Linked DNA regions of Mus musculus: all the other regions are linked to region 1. Evidence: chromatin contacts called from public promoter capture Hi-C data. All regions are on one chromosome and are shown on one strand. The core of a region is the stretch at or near the end of the contact, and the rest is flanking DNA. Distances in the headings are between cores, read along the strand shown.

Region 1 (3,375 bases), core at 523-3,022:
GGAAGAAATTCCAGTTCAGACTCAACAAGAAGCAGAGCAAAGGGAGGCTAGGCAAAGGCAAGGAAGGCAAGTGAGAAAGCTAGAGGTGTCAGGGCCACTGGGTGAGGACTTATAAGGGCAGAGAGAGCCAAGAGAGGAGGGATATTGGGGAGAGTGGAACAGCTAGCCAGAGAATGACTAAGGGGCTCCTGCGTAAACAGGAGCGAGGAATGGACAGGGAGGGTGCCTGTTTGAGTTGGCCAATGTTGGGGGATTGAGGAGGAGGAGGACCAAGGCAGGACACTATGTCCCCTGTCCCCCACCAAGGCTCCTGGGAGGATCTGAGTCACACACCTCCCTAGCTGTATACCTCCCCCCTTCCTCCCCAGCTCCTAAATCCTGGGAAAAAAATCTAAAAGTCTGGGCTGAGAAAGGAGAGGGCTGGATTCACACATGTGGGACCCAAGCCTCACATGAATGTCTATAAACAGTAAATAAAAGTCCATTCTCCTCTTCACCTGGGTTCCCCCCCTGGCCAATCACACCAGAGGTTGACTTTGGGTACTGCTTGCCTCAGATCCTGACCCACAGATTCCTTATGTTTCCCACCTGACGAAGGGTCAGGACCTGCAGATGTGAAAGTGGAATGGAGCCAGGGTTAGGCTGTAGTCTGTTCAGCTGGCCTCTCTCTGGGGCTGCAATTGGCCCTGGAGATCTGCTTTTGAAGATCTAGCTGGGTGACTGAGGACAGAAAGCAGAGTAAGAGTAACAGATGAGAGGAAGCATGCAGCAGGAAAAAAAAAAAAATGACTCTGGGATTTTTATTCAGCATCCCCTCAGGCCACAACGGGTCAAAAGAGAAGGGCAAGAAGAGGGCAGGATTTTACTCTGTGGGCCTTATTCTGAAAGGGGAGAAGTCCTGGAGGAAAAAGGCTGAGAAGGGAGTAGAAAGCAAAGGGGATTAGGGGAGACTGTAGGCCTCTCTCCCCTCCCCCCAGACTAAGATAAAGACCAGAATCCTGAAAGGTGATCTCATCACACACAGCCTGAGCTAGGGGCTAACAAGGTACCTTCACTTACTACCACCCCTTCCTCTACTTACACAAATAATGCAAGTGTCTTGGGTTTCAGATGGCCAACAGAAGCTGAAAGTTGGTTCCCTTTGAAGACTCCCCACCACCACCATCACAACTGCTACCCATCACTTATCTTTCTGGGGCTTATCCAGGAAATCAGGCAATCTGATGAAGGAACTGAATTGAGAGGTTGGCCACTTGGTCAGGTATCAAATCCAAGAAAGGGCCAGAACAGAGACTTCCAAACCCAACGTTAGCAAATAAAGCCCAATGCTCCTGTGTCAGAGACCCCAAAAGTCCTATGCTTTCCACTCTATCAGCTTGGGGAGGGGCAGCCGCGGAATTCCCGAGGCCAACGAAGCTACCCCAGGAGGCTGTCTGGGGAGCGTTCAGTGACTGGGCTGCAGAGTCCCAATCTAGCTGGCCAGAACCCAGGCACCCAGTGGCCCCGGAAGGCAAGGGGAATCCCTGTTGGCCGGACGCCAGAGGAGTCCCCTGTCTCTCGACCCCAAAGTTTTTTTCCTGAAGAAATGAGGGAGACACACACACACAATATTCAGGCTCCCTCCGCCCCCCAGAGGTGATTCCTTTCCTCATTAGGAAATTTTCTGCTCCCTTTTCCGACTACTTTTCCGAGCGTTTACGTTGTACATCTGGAAAGGAGGGGGAGGGAGGAGGGGGAAGCGGAGAGGAGGGCGAAGAACCCAAGCCCGCCCAGTCTGAGCCAGGCCAGACCACCGGCCTCCAGCTGGGGCCGGAGCCAGGGTTCAGAGGTGCGGCCCCCCACGCCCCTTCGGGTGCGGGGCGCGGCCTCGGCGTCCCCGGGACCCAGGAATGCCCCCCCGCCAGCCGGCCCGGCGGCCGGGGGGAGGGCCCAGCCGGGAGTTTGGCAAACTCCTCCCCGCGTTGAGTCATTCGCCTCTGGGAGGTTTAGGAAGCGGCTCCGGGTCGGTGGCCCCAGGACAGGGAAGAGCGGGCACTATGGGGAGCTGGACGCCACGGTCGCCTCGATCTCCTCTCCACGCGGTGCTGCTGCGCTGGGGGCCCCGACGCCTACCGCCGCTGCTGCCTCTGCTGCTGCTACTGTGGCCGCCACCACTCCAGGTTGGGGGCTTCAACCTAGACGCGGAGGCCCCGGCGGTGCTCTCCGGGCCCCCCGGCTCCCTTTTTGGCTTCTCCGTGGAGTTTTACCGGCCGGGAAGGGACGGGTGAGTGGCGAGGTTGGCGGCGGGAAGCGGGCAGGGGGCCACCTGGAAACTGGGGGCGCGCCGAGGACTGGAAGCGACCAGGACTTGAGTTGGAGGGCGGAGTTTGGAAAGACCAAGACTTGAGTTGGGGGCCCAAGCTAGAATTGGGGGCCCGCGCTGCAGCAGGGAGGGACCGTGGCCGACGTGGAGTGTGAGATCGGTGTCGAAACTTGTGTGGCATGAGGAGAGGACCCGAATCTAGAAGCTGGAGAAGTACAGGCAGGGTCTAAGGGCCAACCGGGAGGAGAGGGCGCAGAAAGCTTAGGGTCTCTGGCGATCTGTGGGCTGCGGGAGACCTGTGGCGGGTGGGAGTCGAGGGGGGTGCGGAGGCCGGGCAGGGCCTTAGGAGGCAGTGGAAGAACCTCGAGATCCTCGGTGGGGCTATTGAGAGGGTTGGAGCTGGGTAAGCGTGTGCCGTAAGAGGAAAGACAGACTGAGAGGGTCGGAAGGTTATGTGGGGGCCAGTCTCATCCTCCCCTCCCCCATCAACTCAGACTCGGGAAAGACCCGGGAGGAAGACGAAGGCTCCCTCCCCTTTCTCCTCATTCTCCTGAATTGCCTCCCACCCCCAGTCTCTTCAGGCGAAGAGATCCAAGAACTTGGGGAGAATCCCAGAACCCTGGCACTGGGGGTACTAGGGCTAGTGGCCGGATCAATCCAGGGCGGTGCACGGATGTGTCGGGAGGGGTGTGAGTGCGCGCGCCTGAAGGGGGGTGGGCGGTTTCCCTCTTGCTCTAGCTCTTGGGAGGAAGAGAAAAGCTGATTTCCTGTAGCTTGTCGGCTGTAGTAGAACTCAGACTTCTGGGACTAGGGTCGGAAGCTGAGAAAGATATAGGCTCTCTGGGCCCAAGAGCATCAGAACGAAGGTTCCTGAAAATCTCTATGGAGAATCCTTATTTCCGGGTAGTAAGCAGACCTAGACTGGTGCCCAGAGGCTTGGGAAAATTAGAGGCCACATTGAAACAAACGTGTTTGTTTAAATAAGGAGAGGAGGTCTGGAAGTAAGAGAAAAGTGACGGTCCCAACTGCTGGGCTAAGGGACCCCAGATGCCATATTCCTGAACCCCTTTGAT
Region 2 (3,375 bases), core at 576-3,075, 110 kb before region 1:
GCACAGTGCTGCAGGATGAACTGACTCTGCACTCTTTCCCCCTGCTCCCTTTTTTAAGGTCTTGTGTAGTCAGGCTGGCCTAGAATTCTCTAGGTAACCAAGGACAACCAAAAGCCCCTGACATTCTAGCCTTTATGTCCCAACTGCTGACCTCTCTGCTCACTCTACTAAACAAGGGGGATAGACCAGCTGCTCACCAAAATCTACAGAAGTAGGGCTCTTTTTTTTCTTTCCCACAGAGGAACCAGACTGTATCAGAGTCTCTATCTAGCCTGTGACATGACCACCAGGATGGATCTAACAGAGCCATACTGAAGACTGCCACAGAATACAAACATGGGCCAGAGAATGCTACCTGTTAAGCCTGGCCTCCAGGTGACTGCTGAGATACTCAGATGGGAAGATGGTGTGTTCAAACACAGAGAAACTGTGCACATGATTCATTGCCAGTGCCAATTCAGTCAAGTTTAGATGTAGTTTGTCCATGCTGAAAGGAAAAAGAGAATTTGATTATGGTGCTGGTCTGGTGCTGTCCATTGGCTTCTGGGAAGGAAATACCAGGCTGTGTTTGGAGCTCTGCCACTCTTGAGAAACACTCAGCCTAGAATGGTACACACTAATGTTCTTCAAAAGCAAAGTAGGAAACTCACCTGGGTGCTTTTTTTTATCTATCAACTCACACCACCTCCCCTACTTCCACCCCACACACACCCAATCACATTCCTTCTTTCCCTTTTCTCCCTCCGTTAATACAGCGCCATTTGGCCCTCAGGAGCCAGACCCTCACTTAGTGACAAGGCTGCGGTTCTTCCGATGACTCTCTGCTCCTGGCTTGTCCCTCTCAGGCTCTCCTTTCCTGGGAGCCTGCCTCTGCTTCATGGACTTCTTATTCTTGGCTTTGCTGATGGTGGTGGCACAGTGCTTAGGTAGAAGCTTTGAAACAGACATGGTGGGGAAATAAGCAAAAGTCATTGCTAACAGCTGAGAATCATCGTCATCTGCTCCTTTCCCCACCCACCTAGCTTCTCTTTCTCTAGTGGGGAGTTTTTTAGAATGTGTTCGCCTCTTCCTGTGTGTTCATAAATATTTCCCTGTGTACATCCTCAAACCCTGAGATGCCAGTGTCTCTCAAGGATGAAAGCACTGCTCCCCTACCCACATCTGAGGTCTTTCCTAACAGAAAAATTTAAGGGAAAACAGTCAGAGCCAAAACTCCACTTACCTTATTTTGTAGGGTCCCAAAGTGGGGAAACAATACTTTTTGCTAGATAAACCTATCATCTCACCAGCTATACCCCTTATTGTTCTGTCTACTGCCCAGTCTATCTATCATGGCTCTCCCAGTTCTCAAAGTTTACATGTTCAGTATCCTTTCCTTGTTTCTTCTTTTTCTTAAATATGTGTATATGTATATTTTTTGCTAGCTAGCTCAAACATCAATCCTCCATTTCTCCTTTCTCTGTGTAGCCCTACAGAAAATACAAACTATCACTTGATACTCAAATTGCCTTAGGGAATCACTTTGGATGAGCCACGCAGGAAAATTCATTTTGTAATCACACTTCCTATTCTTAAATACAAACTCAGTAGATTCAAAAAATTCAAAAAATAAAATAAAATCCACCATGGTAGACAAAGATACTTTAATACAAAAGTATTTGTGGTTGGTTAAAAAACCAGTATCCAAATATATAACCTTAATAGTAATAGCATCAATAATTATTTACTCAAAATGTTAACTCTGAAGGGCCAATACTCACTTGCTTACAACAGTTCTGTGCACAAATAATTATTCACCAAGGCTTAGTCATTCCTGACACAGCACTGAGTAAGCCTGCCTACTATACATGTAGTAGATATTTGTAGAGTATGATGAATACAACTGTAAGTATCCTCACTTGTGTATCTTCTGTGCATCAATTACTTACATTCTTTTAATCACGTATTTGTATTTCCCTTACCTACACTGGGACATTCCCAAAGACAGAGATCATGTACCTTCCTTCTTGATCTTCACTCCAAACTATTAGCCTAAGAGATTAGTGTCCATCAAGCTTCACACAATACAAGTGCTAACATTTATTGGCTACTGTATATACAAAATATTTAGTGTACTCTATTTCATTTAATCCTCATTGCAACTCTGTGAAAAATGTTATTCATCCTTACTTGACACATAAGAAAATGAAAAAGCTGCATGATACAATAACTGTTTATCTGTACTCACAAAGTTAGACATATTACACATGTACAGACACACACACTCATAGCTTACTTCCTCTCCTACAAAAGTTGCTACTATTCTGACTCAAATCCAGGAAGGGTGGGTAGTCTGGGAAATTCAAGGCTCCATAGACAAAAACAAAACTAACTTCTTATTCCTGATTTTCTGAAATGTAGGCTGATCTAATCATGACCAGGTGCTATGAGTCAGTAAAGGGAGAAAGACAAAAATAAAATAAAAAAAATAAAAATCCAACAACCCAGAAGACAAGAAAGTAACTAGCACTAGAGTGCTTGAAAAGTTCAGTTAGTTGTAGACTGGGATGCTGATAAACAGAAAAACTAGACAAGATAGAGACCTGGGACCATTGTTGAAAGTATGTGAGCACCATGCAAAGAAGACAAAGTTCATCTCCCAAAACTCTCCAAATGGAGCACAGATTTTAATGGAGTTTATCTGCTCAAGTAAAAGTGTTTTCAGGTATTTCTATCCACTGAGTGTATCCAACCTACCACAACAGATCATGTGCAACCAAGGATAAAACAAAATCACAAACATTAAGACATGTGTGTGGTGTGGTGTGTGGGTGTGTGTGTGTATGTGTGCGCGCCCCATTTTGTAACTCAGTTGTGGAGTTCTCCAGTATGAACTTTGTAGAAGACTACCTCAGGTCACAATGTCAAAAGGTTATGTGTTGTGATTCTAATCCCAAGAGATTATTTGAAGTGACTATACTGATAGAGGAATTCTAGCCTAAACCAAGTTCACAAAAGCCCTAGCCCTACTCAAGAAATGGAGAATCTATCTGACCTGTGAGAGAGAAACAAGAGTGGCCCGAGGAAAAGGCACTGAAGGTAAGAAAGGAGACTGAACCAGGATGAGGGGATACCTGTTCATTCAGGTTCCGCTGTTCCGCACATATCTCAAGCACACAGTTGCTGGTCTGCTTGGCCAGATCTTCCAGGAAGGAGTTGCAGTGGTGAAGACCATGGTTCTTCAGGTGAGGGTACTATGGAGAGGACCGGGAATAAACACATCATATGGAGGACACATCCCCTCCCCATACTGCTCTTGCTCCTTGCCTGAGCCACCCTCCTCTAAAGAGAGGATAAATTCTATATCAAATAGAGATGTTTGGGACTTATTCCTGT
Region 3 (3,375 bases), core at 513-3,012, 110 kb after region 1:
TGCCTCAGCCTCCCAAGAACTGGATTTTTAGGCATGTGTTTTCATGTCCACTGGCTATAGATCTGAGTGGGTGTGAAAACATGGACTGTCTTAGTCATATTTGTGTTTCTGGAGTAGAAAATAAATATTTTTGAATGAATAAAGGCTAAGGTCTGTCTATGTTGTATATAGATATATCTGAAATGCCATACACCCTGTTCATGAATTATCTGTAATCTGATATTATACAAACAACTGCATGTGTGACTGTTACTATCTCTTATCTCCTATGAGGACCCTAATAAGTATGCAAGGGCATGTATGTGACCTAGATTCAGTCTCACACTAGGCCCCAAGCCCACATCCAGCATGCAGTAAAGTCATTGGATTGCCTCCTGACCCGCATAAACTATACAGGTGTGTGTGATCAGGTTGGAATGGGAAGTACTCAGCCTTAGGTCTAGCTGAGTGTGGGAAATCTCAGAGATGTTAGCTTGATGGGAGGTTCCTTGTGGTATCAACACACTAAGTCATTACTTGCTTGACTATGTTGCCAGGTTGTGGAAGATAGTGGGGAGAACTAGAGTGGTCAAAGAAGACACTTTTGTGATCGAACAGTTGGAAGGCTCCCAGCAGCTGTTGTTCATGCTTCAGGCCAATATAGTCCCACTATTCTAACAGAAAGCACAATCCTATCCAAAGCGTTAGCAGAATGACACCTCTACCTTGGGGTAGGACTCACCTGCTTTTCTGCCTATCTTATTAGTTTGTTTTTCAGAGACAGGGTCCCATGCACATCAGGCTGGCCTCAAACTCACCACGTAGCCAATGTTGACCTTGAACTCACCTTTCCTCTAGCTCTTGAATACAGGGGTTCTAGGTCTTTTGTCAAATACCCAGCTTTGCTTCTGGTCTAAAAATGTTTCCAAATTAACTTGAATATCAGTGAGAAAAACAATAGAGAAAAAGTGGTGTAAGCCGTATCAATCAGAACCGAAGTTAGATAGACCAAAAAGACATGTTCCTTTGGTCTGAAAGTTACTGAAGCAGACACAGTGAGCACTCCTATAATTCCAGCACAGGGAAAGCAGATGAGAGACTTCTGGGAGAGCACAGTTGTCTGATACAGAGCTGTTGTGTACTAGGAGATGAATCTGATGTACATATGTAGCCTGGCCTGCAAGAAAAAAAGATCCCTTTTAGGGAGACTAATTATTAACCAACAGGACAGTCTCCCACCTAAGGACCCTCACCCCACACACACTGGCAATAAATAAATAAATAAACAAACAAATAAATAAATAAATAAATAAATAGGACAAAAAAGAATCCTTTGTCCTAGAGCATCTGAGGCAGGGGTTGGCGGGGTAACTCATTAAAGGATACCTCTAAGCAGCTAGCAGCCTCTCATCCCCAAAATAGTTCCCTTAGAGCCCAGGCTTTCTAGAAGTGAAGGTTGTTGCCCTAAGCAAATTGGACTCAGATACCTGGTTCTTACTGCCTGCTGCCTTTTGCCTTGTTATGACTTAGTTTCCCTGTCGGTCTTTAGGAGACACCACCTGAAAGAAAGAGGAGGCTGCGGGCCATGTTTATTTAAGCTTAGGAGTCTCTTGTGAGTGGACCATCGACTGTGAAGTCAGCCCGAACAAACAGGGAATGAACTGTCCTGGACCAGCTGGAGAGGGTCTGAAGCCTGTGAGCCCCGGGTGCCCCCGCTGCCACAGAGAGGCGGGGGCGGGGTGCAGCAGAAACCACACCGGGCTCAAGTTTCCTCTCTTGGCCAGAAGGGGCAGGAGGAGAAGAGGGCCACGGGGAAAGGGAAGGGTTGGAGGAAGCACTGGTAACTCCGACCGAGGGCTTCGGAGAGACCGCCGGTGCGCCCGCTTCTACCGGGGCCAACCGGTGCTCCGCGCCCAGCCATGGCCCGGGGGCGGGGCTCGGCCCTCAGTAGTACTCAGAGGCAGCGCTCAGCGCCCAGGAGGTGTCAGCTCTGACCCAGCCTCTCAGGGACACTACCCGCAGCCTCATCTCTCTCCTCGCCGGGCTTGGAATCCGCCACAGGTGCCTGAAAGGCGAGTCTGAAGGGACGCCTCAGTGGGCTCTGGGGAGGTCAGGCTGGGCAGGTGGAGGAGGTACAGGGAGGAATACCTAAGTTTCTGTCTGGATGTTTCTAAGACATCTTCCTAGACTATACCTGGTGTAGGAAACTGATACATTAGGAGTAATAATACTACTTGGAGATACTTTTAGATGACTTCCTGGCTGTTCTAGGACCCTTGGGGTGGCTGGGGTGGGAGGTTGTAGGTGGGGGGGCTACACAATGCTTTACTAAATAGCACCCTGGAGGAGCAGGGGAGTGAACAGGAGGAACCCTTCAACTGGCCTGCTGACTGGGGGAGCTAGTAGGCTCCAGTAATATGGTGCCACCTTGTACCCTTCCCCATGGTATTCTGTAGCCCCGACCATCTGAGATTTGGGGGAAGCGAAGGGACCATAAATATGGGATGTCTGAACTTCTGAAAAACCTTGTTACAGCAAGGTGGGGGGGTTGGCTGAGTGGTTCCCCGTTGCCTCTCCTCCTGTACAGTCCTAAGCTGGACCTGAAAAGAGGAGGGCATTCAATCTCAGTGTAGATGCTTCTATGGAAACTCTTGGCTGCTAGTAGCAGGAGGTTGAGATGCTATGGGAGAAAAGAGAGCCACCAGATCTGCGGACTGCAGCCTCTACTTATTGCTTCCAATGAGCCAGAGTTCTAGGGATAGAGTCACTGGAGAGCAGAAATTCATTCCCTTTTCCTTGTTTCCAAGCATCATGTTGATATATATATATATATATTCCCAGGGGACTAAGCCTTCGTGGTTCAAATCTTCCCTCTTCGTTCTATTGACTTCTTCTCTATTTTGCCTCTGCGTGCCTCTCCCTTTTGAGAAATTCTCCGTAATCTTTGTAACAAGGTTGCTTACCTGCTAATTTACACACCAAGTTTTACTCATATCTCTCTAATCCTTCCTTTGTCTGTGTTGACACCAAGAGAGGTGGGGTAACCTAATAAGCCTCAATACAGTACCCTGAAGCAAGCTCCCTGTCAAAGAAGTTCAAAGTCTTAGGCTAGCAGTGGAAGCCAAAATGTCTTCTTCTACCTCTCCAAATGATCCTGTATCCCTAGAAAGTTTTGTAACCTGTGAAGTCTTTGGAATCATGAGAAGATCTTTGGAAGATTCTAAGGATGTAGCTTGGTGGTAGAGTGTTGGCATGGCATATTCAAGGCTCTGGGTTGGTCTGGAAGGAGGGAAGGAGAGTAGGCAGGTAGGACCACCAGAGTGAAAAGGAAGAATGGAAGTTTCTGCAGTTGGCTCAAGTTCTACCAGATCTACAGTGTGGAGGATCGAAGGGGAT

What was found. Promoter capture Hi-C pulls out the DNA fragments that hold promoters and counts their contacts. Capture Hi-C pulls out chosen DNA fragments and counts their contacts.
Region 2: a promoter capture Hi-C map of macrophages shows a contact between it and region 1, with 6 read pairs. The contact joins the enhancer-like site here to the promoter of Itga5 in region 1. A contact is called at or near these places in 4 of 39 promoter capture datasets (the HPC-7 cell line, HPC-7-derived erythroid cells, hippocampal neurons and 2 more), 1 of 15 datasets of contacts at CTCF or cohesin (the NIH/3T3 cell line), 7 of 484 Hi-C or Micro-C datasets (the 63-12 cell line, the HPC-5 cell line, bone marrow-derived macrophages and 3 more), 6 of 115 datasets of contacts at active chromatin or transcription factors (bone marrow-derived dendritic cells, bone marrow-derived macrophages, embryonic stem cells and 3 more) and 5 of 9 other capture datasets (adipose tissue, bone marrow-derived macrophages, liver and 2 more).
Region 3: a contact with region 1 is called in a promoter capture Hi-C map of pancreatic islet. The contact joins the promoter of Nfe2 here to the promoter of Itga5 in region 1. A contact is called at or near these places in 1 of 39 promoter capture datasets (3T3-L1-derived adipocytes), 3 of 115 datasets of contacts at active chromatin or transcription factors (embryonic stem cells and hepatocytes) and 3 of 9 other capture datasets (adipose tissue, liver and pancreatic islet).

Annotation. Positions count from the first base shown.
Region 1 is chr15:103,365,188-103,368,562 of GRCm38.p6, reverse strand. Itga5 (integrin alpha 5 (fibronectin receptor alpha)) reads left to right here and starts at 1,772. Exons shown (of 30, transcript NM_010577.4): 1 at 1,772-2,263. The coding sequence starts at 2,037.
Region 2 is chr15:103,475,836-103,479,210 of GRCm38.p6, reverse strand. It overlaps Nckap1l (NCK associated protein 1 like), which reads right to left. Exons shown (of 31, transcript NM_153505.4): 18 at 3,114-3,233; 19 at 788-933; 20 at 356-487. Among named protein-coding and RNA genes, the nearest start is that of Nckap1l, 24 kb to the right of the region's middle. Within about 2 kb of position 1,825, at least 14 of the 459 cell types and tissues checked have an H3K27ac peak or open chromatin away from gene starts, as enhancers often do. A contact at or near this core is called in the NIH/3T3 cell line, bone marrow-derived dendritic cells, bone marrow-derived macrophages and 1 more, where this site is marked.
Region 3 is chr15:103,253,826-103,257,200 of GRCm38.p6, reverse strand. It overlaps Nfe2 (nuclear factor, erythroid derived 2), which reads left to right and starts at 1,762. Exons shown (of 3, transcript NM_008685.3): 1 at 1,762-2,051.